2 separate regions of the Aedes aegypti genome follow, and region 2 is linked to region 1. A link is a contact called in public Hi-C data. All regions are on one chromosome and are shown on one strand. Each heading gives the region's core, a stretch centred on a gene start, on an enhancer-like site or on the middle of the called end of the contact. The rest is flanking DNA. Distances are from core to core; before and after follow the strand shown. Region 1 overlaps LOC5575043 (basement membrane-specific heparan sulfate proteoglycan core protein). Region 2 has its middle 44 kb from the start of LOC5575043.

Region 1 (5,826 bases), core at 2,403-4,902:
ATGGATATATTTTTGGAAATGCAATGGAAATTTTCTAAAACATTTGTTTTGCTCACGTATTTTGAATGGTGATTATTTTACCAGCTGTTGGTGGTAAAATTATCACCATACAAAATACATTAGCAAAATAAATATTTAAGAAAACTTCCATAATTTTACCCACATAGTGTAACTAAATTGAACATTTCCATCTTTTTTTTGCTTACGATAAAAACATGTGAAGATTAGGCTATCTTAGTCTGAATTCATTTTGGTTTCCGTGTCCCTTCCAAAATGTCAGAGAGGAACAACCCCATTATTAAAATGTTAAACCCCTGTGGTGTTTTTGTCGACTTCTGGGCCCTTTTTAAAATTAAAGTTCAGTTATGATATAATCGTTATTTGAGCGGGAAAATTTGCCAAAGTAGTTACAAGAACACGATCTGTCGTGTTATTTAATAAATACAAGATTTTATCCAAAACTTTAGGACCCTATTTTCTATGACATCTCCGGATGAATCAATGGATGGTTTCTGAAAAAAAAATCTTCGACCAATCTTGTATATGTTCTGGGACAAATCCATTTGAGCATTCCTGGAAGTATCTGGAACAACCACATAGAATTATCAGAAAGTTCTCGAAGAATCTTTAGAATAAGTAATGAGTTAAACTAACAGCAGTCGCATCGTGCGATCACTCTTGATATCATCTGTTAAGCATTGCTGAAAACCACGACGATTTTTAGAGCAATTTTGATAGAACAGTATACTTTTTATAAGTGCTTGACTGATTCAGAATTTCGTAGGAATTTATGAGAGTAATTCTTAGTTAATGACTGAAAAAATGATTTGATCCAGTGGGGACAGACCTGGTGTAGGGGTTAGAATACACGCCTCTCACGCCGAGGACCTGGGATCGAATCCCATCCCCGAGATAGTCACTTAGAATTTCAGTGACGACTTCCTTCAGAAGGGAAGTAAAGCCGTTGGTCCCGAGATGAACTAGCCCAGGGCTAAAAATCTCGTTAATAAAGATAGAAAAAAAAATAGATTTGATCCAGTTCCTACTGATGTTTTGTGGCATCATTCATAAAAATAGTCAGAGCAGATTATAAAGATTCTATGAAAGTTTTTTTTGTAGAGTTGTTTAAGAAATTCCAGGAGTCTCTGCATGATGAAATATTGTTTAAGACTGTTCAGTTTCTCCTGAAAACTTTTGTGATTAACCTGGTTACTTTAGTGCAAAAAAAATCACAGAATTATTTCTGTTCATCCATTTATTATATAGAAATCGACAAGGAAATTAGAACAACCTCGCTGGTTGTAAAGGCACGCAGGTTGGTCTATTTTTATTATTTTTTTTTTTTAATGAAACTAATTTAAACAGGACATAAATATAAAAGACATGTCATAAAATTTGATCCAATGAATGATCCTAAAGACGAAAAGCTTTCTTAGTTTTGTAACGACTGGCATGAGAATGAAGAGGTTAGAAGCACACCCCAGTGACAAAAACCTATATTTAAAGAAATCTACGTTGCATTTCAGCATTTTTCTTTCTATACAAATTGTAGGCAAGTCAAGAAAAAACAAGCCTGTATTCTAAAAATTTTGCTATGTTTTCTGTTGAGCGAAAAAAGTCACCTGAAAATATTGTTATGAAAAGGACAAACAGTGGAATATATTGATAATCTCATTTGAAAACCGGTCACTTGCACCCTTTTGCGTTTGGCCCTTCAAATATAGTCACTTTCAATTTCTAGCCTTCCATAAGATTGGAAATTTCCTTAGCATCACACGCTATATCTAAACCAACAGATTATGAAAATCGATTGTACCCCGATTTTTGTTTCCGCTAGAGTTCAGTAATTGGGTTATATATTCATGATCAGCAGATTTTAAAATATTCCATCGGTGAAATTTTGATTTTTTTCACTTTTTAGCTACTTTTCCATATACAGCCAATGAAAATCACGTTTTCTTACACATGTCAGCCCATATAAATTGTATGGGAAAAATTTAGAAACCGATAGGAAAAATCGATAGAATATTTTGAAACCTTCCGATTATAAAATAATAGACCAAATACTGATATCTAGCGGGAAAAATCCGAGGTGCATTCGATCTTCATAATCTGCTGGTTTAGACATAGCGTGCATCACAAATACTTGCCAACGTTTGTCCTACCCAGCGTCTCTGATTAAACTCGTTTTTTCGATTGTACATGAGACAATTATGCGTATAATGGCAGTATAACAGTTCACTTTCGGGCGTTGCAGGATTAACCACGTTTTGACCCAATATGGTAACCTAAATCACGTGCATTTGCACATTCTTCTATCTAGTAACCATATGGTTTTCAGCACCGCGAGTGTACCTTGAATTAGATCAAGCTATCATTGAAAAATTATCAGTAAAAAATTGATCATTTAATTTTAAGTGTCATTTAGATAGGAACAAAATGGATTTTCTAAATATCAAAACTTCCAGAAACCCTCTTCAAAATTTTCAATTACTGTTGGTCATTAAAGTGCCGATATTGAAAAGAACTTCAAATTGCGAGATACATGTTAATCTAGATAAAGAACAAGAAATCGAAGCTTTGCACATCTATTAGGACCATCGAGGTATCAATGATAATCAATTTTAACTAAAATTCAATACTTGGAAATTGAAGAAAAAGCTTTGAAAATGAACTTTTTACGGATTTATTTGAACATGTTCTATAATTCGTTTTCTTTTTTCTCTCTCCCAACAGCACCCCCACGATGTGGATTTGGTGTTCGACGATATCTCGTCGCCAATTGCGAGCAAGGTCGTCATCGGTGGTGAACAGCGGCCTCAATCGCAGTCCTCGTCGGTGAGTAAACGAAGTGCCGACCGCCACAACGTCGAGGAGGAAAGCCTCTTCGATTTGAGTGGCTTCGATAACAACAATGTTGCGTTGGCCGACGACGACGCGGACGAGGACGAAAACGACGACGAAGACGACTTCGGAGAAGCTGACGCCCTGGCAGAGGCCGCAGAACCAGAAGCTGAAAGTCCGAATTGGCTGGTGCGAAGTGTTCACAGAATTAAGCGTAGCATAGATAATCTATTAAGTGGGCCTGACAAGACCGTGAAACCCGCCAAAAACAACAACAAAAAGAAGAAAAAGAATCCGAAGAAACCACTTAACGGTAGTAAAAAGGCAAGAATCGAAGGAGATTTAAACGCTGGCAAGAAGAGCGCCAAGAAGAGCCAATTGAGTGAGAAACGGAAAGGTGAAAATTTGAAAAAATCGACACGCACCGAAAAGAACAAACGAAAGCAAAACGCCGACGCGCTTCGACTGAAGCGACAGTTCGACGAATCTGCGTACGACGATGAGGACAGAATGTCTGGCTCGGGTGGATTGCCGGATCGTGGGTTCGAGAATGCTTGTGAGTTTCCGACGTTCGATGGATAGAATCGATACACGATGATTGATGTTTGTTTCTGTTTTCAGATAAGCTGACATTGACGGTATTCGAGCCCTACGATCCAGAGTTCGAAAACAAGGAGAGCAACCAATTCAAACAGGTCGCTAAGACTGTGGCGGAAAAATTACATGCTCTGCTGAGCGACTTGGACTTGAGTGCGGACTTTATCATCACGGTGCAAGAACTAGAGTAAGTTGTTGTATCTCCTTATTTGTTCTCTCCTGAGAAGGCTCCCACGAGTGTATCTCAAAGCCAAAGCCAAGCATTTCTTAGCGTGTAATTGCATACAATCTTGCATTCAATTGAACTCTTTCTCCCGGAATGCTCCGCTCTCTGTCTCTGCGCGTCGCGTTACGCTCTGCAGAGATAAAACACAAACCATGTTTCTCCACGCTCACCACTCACTCTCTGTTTACAGGCGAAACTCAGACGATACGCGCGAAACTTTCGTCACGTTTGAAATCAACGTGGACAAGAGCCTGTCGAGGAACTCCATTGATAATCACCTGCGTTTGGCCATCGAGCACGGTTACGAGAACTTCGACATGAAGGGATACAGTCTCACCGCGGAAGGTAATTCGTTAAAAAGTTTAGCTTGGTATTTGGTGCATATCTTTTCAGGAACAACTTGCAGATTGAACTTGCGTGTACGCGTATGCGTATAAAAATGGGGTACGTTTTTCTGATACCATTAAAAAATCACTTGGCCCAGTCTGTCTGAACATCGACCAACTATCCTTGAGGGATTTTCTATGGAATTGTGGTGGGATTATCGGTGGTATTCTAGGAGAATTCTCTGGGGAATCTGGGAAATTTACTCAGTTTTTTAAAGAATCCCTGAATATATTTTTGTAACAAAAAATACACAGAAAAAAATTATAGACGATAAAATCAAGAATTACTTATAAACCCAATGAAAATAAAAGCATTGAGAACAGAGGTATTATTTATCACTGACATGCCGTGGGGTACCGTTTTGATTCGAATCGCGGACATTCTACTTTATATGGGAAAGATTTCACTCGAAATGTTTCAAAATGTGCCGTACAAAAATTCCCTATCTGAAAGATGATTTTTATTAACATTTTACAAAGCGTTCCATGAAAATTTACAACGTTCAATTAGTTCTGACGTCTTTCTAACGGTTTAGTGCGTTTAATTAATTATTCGAATAGTCTAATTGTGTGGTGGTGTGTGGTGGTGACCAATCGATTAAATTTTCAGCTCAAACGGGTGTTCGGTTAACTAGATTTGTGCTCTTGAAAATTTGTGGTTTGGCTTCGATTCATCTTCACCTTAAGAAGCGTACGCACGTAATGAATAATTATTGTATGTTTTGTCTGGCCGTATCGTGCGCCTATATAAGGCGCACACATTGAATTTGTAAGAATGTAGTTTCTTACGTTTCTCCACCGAGTAGGCATGCTGCCTCTCAGTGGTAATAAATTTGTTAAAGTGAAGCCGTTCGCTTGATTTGCCGTCCGTTTTATCGTAAAAGACACAACGTAGGAAAGACGTCCTGGCCGAAACAACATATTAACAATATATTCATAAGTTTTCGAAGAAAGTGGATCTTGAGATTTGATCCTTCAAACGTTACCATAATGATTGACTGTAACAAGAACTTCCCGTGCGGCTTTCATAGAGGCTGTTAGCTTAATACTAAATAACGTTGCAGATGAAAGGCACACAAAACACCCAACAGACCAAAGAAGAGTGCTCCGATTGACGAAAAGCTTCTTCTGACTGGAAAGGAAAGGATGGTTTTCTGCGTTACACTTACAATGCGTGTAAATTACCGCCGCCGCTAGCGCACGGTTATGAGGCCCACAATAGAACACATTTTTCTATGGGAAGCGTGCGGGTGGTCATTGGTTTTTCAGTTCTGTCGCCTAAACGGTAAAAGATACCACTTTGGCGTCTATGGACGAAAGTTATAGTATGGATTGATGAAACAAAATATATTTTTTTGAAATTTTTTCATCATACAGACGATACTTTTTTCGCTATTTTTCCGACAATTTTCTCCATGGTGAAAAATTTTCAGAGAAATGTTTTTGTTTTTATATTTTTAATAGATCACTGAGAAAATTTCTTTTCGATTTGACTAAAAAACTTTTGTTCTACGATGCATAGTTCAGGAGATATGAATTTTCAAAGTTTGAGGTATATAGAGAAATCGTGAAAATTCATCTAGAGTTTTCCGGGAAAATAGGCCACTACATTTTTTTTGAATTTCACTTTTGGTTATGTATCCACGAGCTCTACCTCTGGTGAAAATTTCATGCAAATCGGAGAACCTCCGGCCCAAATTGTCCGATAATAAAAAAAAAATCCCAAAATGTTTAGAAACCATTTCTGGTTCATAGTGGGGTAATAGTTCGAAT
Region 2 (5,826 bases), core at 836-3,335, 180 kb before region 1:
CATCGCTTTGAGTTTTCAGTTACAGAAAACGGGTCCAGAAAATAGGGTAGTAGTTTTGGTAGAAAAAATTTTAAGTGTAGTCAAAAATTTATTCAACCTTCCAAACATGTTCACTTGACTTCTAAAATCAAATTTATGTTGAAATAAACAGCATGTCCTTGATTTGAATTGCAATTTACCAGCAAACGGATCCAGAAAATAGGTTTTCGTTGTATTTTAAGAAATAGAATTTTTGTGCCTTATCAAAAATTTCTATTTCTGCTTAAAAGTAAATTCATGCTGGAAAAACTCGGCATGTCATATCCTTCAATGTTGATTTACAAACGATCTAGCTCTGAGAACAAGACAAAATAAAAACAAAGAAAAACATTTTTTGTGTTGTTGGGTAAATTAAGTTTATGAGAAATTATTTTTTTAACTCAAACATGTTCACTTGATAAGGGGCCTTCCTTAGCCGAGTGGTTAGAGTCCGCAGCCACAAAACAAAACCATGCTGAAAGTGTCTGGGTTTTATTCCCGGTCGGTCCAGGATCTTTTCGTCATGGAAATTTCCTTGACTCCCCTGGGCATAGAGTATCATCGTACCTGCCAACGATATACGTGTGCAAAAATGGCCACTTTGGCAAAGAAAGCTCTCAGCTATTAACTGTGGAAGTGCTCATAAGAACACTAAGATGAGAAGCAGGTTTGGTCCAAGTGAGGACTTAATGCTAAGAAGAAGAAGGAGAAGAATATGTTCACTTGATTTTGACAATAAATTTCTATATGCATTGAACTATCGCACTGAATTTTGATTAACAGGCAAATGGGTACAAAAATAAGGTTTTTCGTAATATTTTAGGTAAAAAATATGTGTGTAAACAAAAATTTCAGTTTATGCTCAAAAATGTGTACTTGACTTCTATAAGTAAATTCATGCCGAAACAACAACCATGTTGTCGCTTTGAATATTGTAGAATTTGTAAAAAAAATGCGTTTTCCAAAAAAAAAACAAGAAGTGCCTTTAATAACTTTTTTTAAATAACTTTGGGTACCAGCATCTATTTCCAAAAACCCAAAAATGAACGTCAATCTTAAATAGTGTCCGGCTCCATTGTTGAAAAAATAAATTGAAAATTGCTTCAAGAATGACAGAGACACGCATGGTCAAAGTTGCATGGCTCTGAGGAGGGTTGGGTGTACAGGTGCTTAAACATAAAATATATCTTCATGATGCACTATTCAAAACTGTTCATTGAACGATCAAAACAATAAAATTTTGAGAGCACTTATTTGGTTCAACTTTGGAACATTTTCAACTTTCATGATCATCAATAATGTCTACAGAAAAAAGAGAGAAATAGCGGCCCAGATAGCCATAGTGGTAAACGAGTAGCTTTTCAGCAAAACCAAGCTTAGGGTCGTGTGTCCGAATTCGTCCGGTCTAGGGTCCTTTCGTTAAGGAAATTTTCTCGGCTTCCCAGGGCATAGAGTATCTTCGTAGCAGCAATACAATAAAACTCATGTTAATGTTGCGAATGATTTACATTTGAAATAATATTGCTGTTCCCATAATTTCAAATTGATTTGTGTACGTTACAAAAATAATAATTGTTATCATAAATGATTTGAGTTGAATTACAAGACTCATGAAAGCAATAATTTTCAAAATTATGAATTTATCGGATTCGATGTCAGGTACTAGGGGATCTCCTATTGCCTATTGAGACACACTTGCCCTAAATCGTTGGTTTTATCTCAAAACGGACTGTAACAATAGAGTGCACACCTTTATCAAGTATGATTGTAGCTGAGTGTTCAAATATTCTCGGTGTCTTCGGCTCACTTATTCTTTGTTGAATTGTACCCATATGACGAATGTATATCGACATCACGCTTTTTTTTGTTAGATTATTCAAATTAATTTACGATGGACAAAGTATTTTCATGAACTGTCGACACCATCAGTTTTAACCTATTTACTACATACAAATTGAGCGTGTATAACTGCAGTTGTATGAAAGAAATCGGTTCATATCATGGCTGAGTTGCATGGAATTAGTTTTGCTCCCGCTCAAATAATTCCGTGACATGTTGGCTCTCTGCTGATCAGAGAATGGCACTCATGCTCCGGAGAACATGGAAACACTCACCATATACCGTGCGTTTCCATGCAGCACGTGGTTTTGATACGTAATGCGCATGAACAAATAATACCGGTGTTGATAAAATTCAATGTTATTTATCGTGATTGTCGTTTATGGTACACCTACTCTTGCGTACAAATCATCACACCTGGGTAGCAGTGGGGTAAATAAGTTTATAGAGAAATGTGTCAAATGATTTGATTATGATCCTGTAACTTATTCATGATTAGAGATGTGAATATTATTCTTTATTAGTATCATTTAAGGTGAAACAGCTTGGAATCAACTTCTGATATTGCACTAAAACTTCAAAGGCACAAATCTCGCGAAGGAAGCCTCCAACAACAGTGCACTTTTTATTTTGGCTTTGTGCACTAGCAGAAAGCTTAAAATAAGAAGATCAGGAACGTTTGCCTACTATTTCTCCAGTTTTGTGCCTTTGAAAACGCGAGTAGGGTCACAAGTCGGCCATTGTGACGGCCATCTTTGGATTCCGAGATGTTTCACCTTAAAAAGTGGTTAGAGTCCGCGGCTACAAAGCAAAGCCATGCTGAAGGTGTCTGGGTTCGATTCCCTGTCAGTCCAGGAGCTTTTCGTAATGGAAATTTCCTTGACTTTCCTGGGCATAGAGTATCATTGTATCTGCCACACGATAAACGAATATGAAAATGGCAACTTTGGCAAAGAATGATCTCAGTTAATAACTTTGAAAGTGCTGATTGAACACTAAGTTGGGAAGCAGGCTTTTTCCCAGTGAGGACGTAATTCCAAGAAGAATTAAACAATTATTAACATGTTGCTAAAAACATTTTACCTACATTTTTTGCCGTAGCGTTTCAGAATTTTTACAGGTGAATTGAATTCCTGCTTATAAGAGAAAAAAGTTCCAGTCGGGTAATCAACTGTCGTTTTATTGGCGCCACCTTCGCCCGAGACATCATCAAACTGCAGTGGACCACGCGCTCCTTTGGTAAGCGCTCGCAAATATGCCACACATCCGTACCCATGTTTGCTGGCATCGGTAAATATGTGGACTTCTAGCGAATCAATTTCATATTTAGCGCCACCGATGTAAGGGATGGTACACAAATTATGTCACGCTAAATTTCGACTTTTTAAACCACCCCCCCCCCTTTGTCACGTTTTTTGTATGAGTCCTTCGAAAATTTTGTAAGGCTTGTCACATTTGGCTTGACCTCCTCCCCCCCTTCGAGCGTGATGTAATTTGTGCATGACCCCTAATAGAGGGGAATCCGGATAGCTTCGACCACCGGTAATAGGACTGTCCACCGCTTCCACAGCTGCCAGGAGTCGCGATCGATTTCTTGGTCCCAATCGCAGTAGGATCGTCATTGATACCGTTTGATGATTTTGCCGTGGATGCTAAACGGTGACAGTAGTCCAAGTGGATCGAAAAATCCCATCGCGCAGCTTGCGACAAGTCTTTTCGTCGGCCTTTTGCCTTTGTAGAGGTACGGCAATAACTCCTGGCTGTGTATCGTTGAAAAGGTAAAATGGACCATGTTCGGATTCCAGATGACTCCCAAGACTCTCTTATTCGACATTTGCTTGTCACGGCTGAAATGCACCGGCGCTGCCGGTCTTTCTTCTCCCAGACTCCTCAAGACTTCTGGTGAATTCGACATCCAGTTCCGGATCTCGAATCCTCGATTTTGGTGGACCAATATTACCTCCTGAGCTCGCTTGATAGCTACTTCCTCCGTATCAACGCTATCAAGGTAGTTTTCTACGTAGTGTCGGTGAGTGATCGCCGAAGATGCTTCTGGGTATTGTGAGGCAAACTTCTCAGCGTACCGATTTTTGACGAATTCAGCTTTTCCGCGGTGGATGGATGGCCTCTTCCAACGCGTAGTGGCTTTTCAGCAGCATCGCATCTGCTCGTAGGCAGCGGCGAGTTCATCGCTGTCCAGCTTCTGACGCGGTAGCATCAATTTACCAACCGTATGAACCGTGTGCAAGAGCATCTTGTCGTTAGCACCGGCGTTTGTGCTCGATATCCACAAGCTTGTTCTGTGGGTTTCCTCCACTTACGATACGTTTCTCGTCCGCCTGCTGGTGAGACGCTCTTGTATTCCGAAAGCTCTCAGACGATCGGCAAGCTTTTTCTCCAACAATTCGTCGAAAAATGCGAGCACCGTAGCGGTTTTTCCAACCGCAGTAGAGTTGTAGTGGTACAATCCGGAACAGAACCGTGCAGTTGGTTCTAATGTGTGCACTTAGTCCGACTGGTATCGGTGGTTGGTTTTCTGAAACATTTTGCACGGTTCTGTGGCGTACCCAACTAAGATTAACTCATTTAACAAACACCATTATGACAGTTTTATTCAGCATTATGTTTAATAACATTTTAATAATTTTCATGGCCAACCTTTCAGCCGTTGTTCACACAAATTTGGAGAAACTTTAAAGCATGTCGTTGAATTCCAACTTTATTTTTCAGCTTTTAAAACGTTTTACAAGCATTTAGTTCAGCTTTTATACGACTGTTCCAAAAATATTTAAAAAACAAATAAAAAACAACAAAATATTGTTTAAGGCGCTTCAAATGTAGTGTACTCAAATATCATGATATAACAACCATATTTAAAAATCGCCTGGATACAGGATTCGAACTCGAGACCTTCCAATCGTCAGCGGTATACCTTGCCATCTGCGCCATCCTAGAATTGATGATTTAAACGTCCAGTGCAAAATATAAACCTATCATAGCTGAATATTGATCATGTTAGAGCTTCTATTCGACATCGTCTAATCTACACATGGTAGGCTAATCAACGACTGAACAAGCATATTATGCAGCTGCTGTTTAGTGCTGGTCCAAGCTAAGTTCGGCTATTATAAGCGCACAATGAGAAAATTTATGTCAATGATGGTCAAAAATAATGTTTATTTACACAAAGTGAAAAATACAAATCAATAATATAATTAATTATTTCAAATATAATATATAAAATAAAAACTTATTATGAAATTAGATTAAGGTGAAGATGCATAGAAGCCAAACCTCAAATTTTCAAGAGCACAAATCTAGAGAACCAGACAGCGCGGCGGTTCGAGCTGAAAACCTAATCGATTGGTCACACGCTGGTGGTGACCAATCAATTAAGTTTTCAGCTTGAACGAATGTTTTGTTTCCTAGATTTATGTTCTTGAAAATTTGAGGTTTAGCTTCGATGCATCTTCACCTTAATCTAATTTCATAATAAGTTTTTATTTTATATATTATATTTGAAATAATTAATTATATTATTGATTTGTATTTTTCATAAACCTATTATGCATTAACGAAATAGTCCTCTGTATGAATATATTTAAATCATTTTAGGTGTTCTGAGGACTATGCGCCTGAATAGAAAAATGTTCGAATATCTTGACGCGTGAGATTTTTTTTTCAGAAATGGCCAAGTAAATCATTTTTCTTTGATCGCACTATCAGTTGTGAAGAAATGTCATTTCAAATGTGGCTCGCTATAGAAATTTATTTAATCAATTCTGTAAAAGAAATTTCCACTTTTCTTGAACGGAACAACATCCCGAGCAGGCGAAAAAAGCTTAGCAATAGCAAATTATAATATGGATAGCTAAAAGTGATATTAACTTGATAGATATAATATATAAAAGATCTGGAAACGATATCTTAAACTACATACAAAAAAACTAACAAAATTTTGATGTTGTC

The links. A called contact is a pair of places that touch in the nucleus more often than the background predicts.
Region 2: a contact with region 1 is called in a Hi-C map of whole pupa, with 7 times the contacts expected there. The contact joins two enhancer-like sites. A contact is called at or near these places in 2 of 2 Hi-C or Micro-C datasets (whole body and whole pupa).

The regions. Positions count from the first base shown.
Region 1 is chr3:192,741,712-192,747,537 of AaegL5.0, reverse strand. It overlaps LOC5575043 (basement membrane-specific heparan sulfate proteoglycan core protein), which reads left to right. Exons shown (of 57, transcript XM_021849439.1): 3 at 2,737-3,400; 4 at 3,466-3,628; 5 at 3,858-4,012. Among protein-coding and RNA genes, the nearest start is that of LOC5575043, 130 kb to the left of the region's middle. Within about 2 kb of position 3,652, at least 3 of the 3 cell types and tissues checked have open chromatin away from gene starts, as enhancers often do.
Region 2 is chr3:192,916,895-192,922,720 of AaegL5.0, reverse strand. No RefSeq gene overlaps it. Among protein-coding and RNA genes, the nearest start is that of LOC5575043, 44 kb to the right of the region's middle. Within about 2 kb of position 2,085, at least 3 of the 3 cell types and tissues checked have open chromatin away from gene starts, as enhancers often do.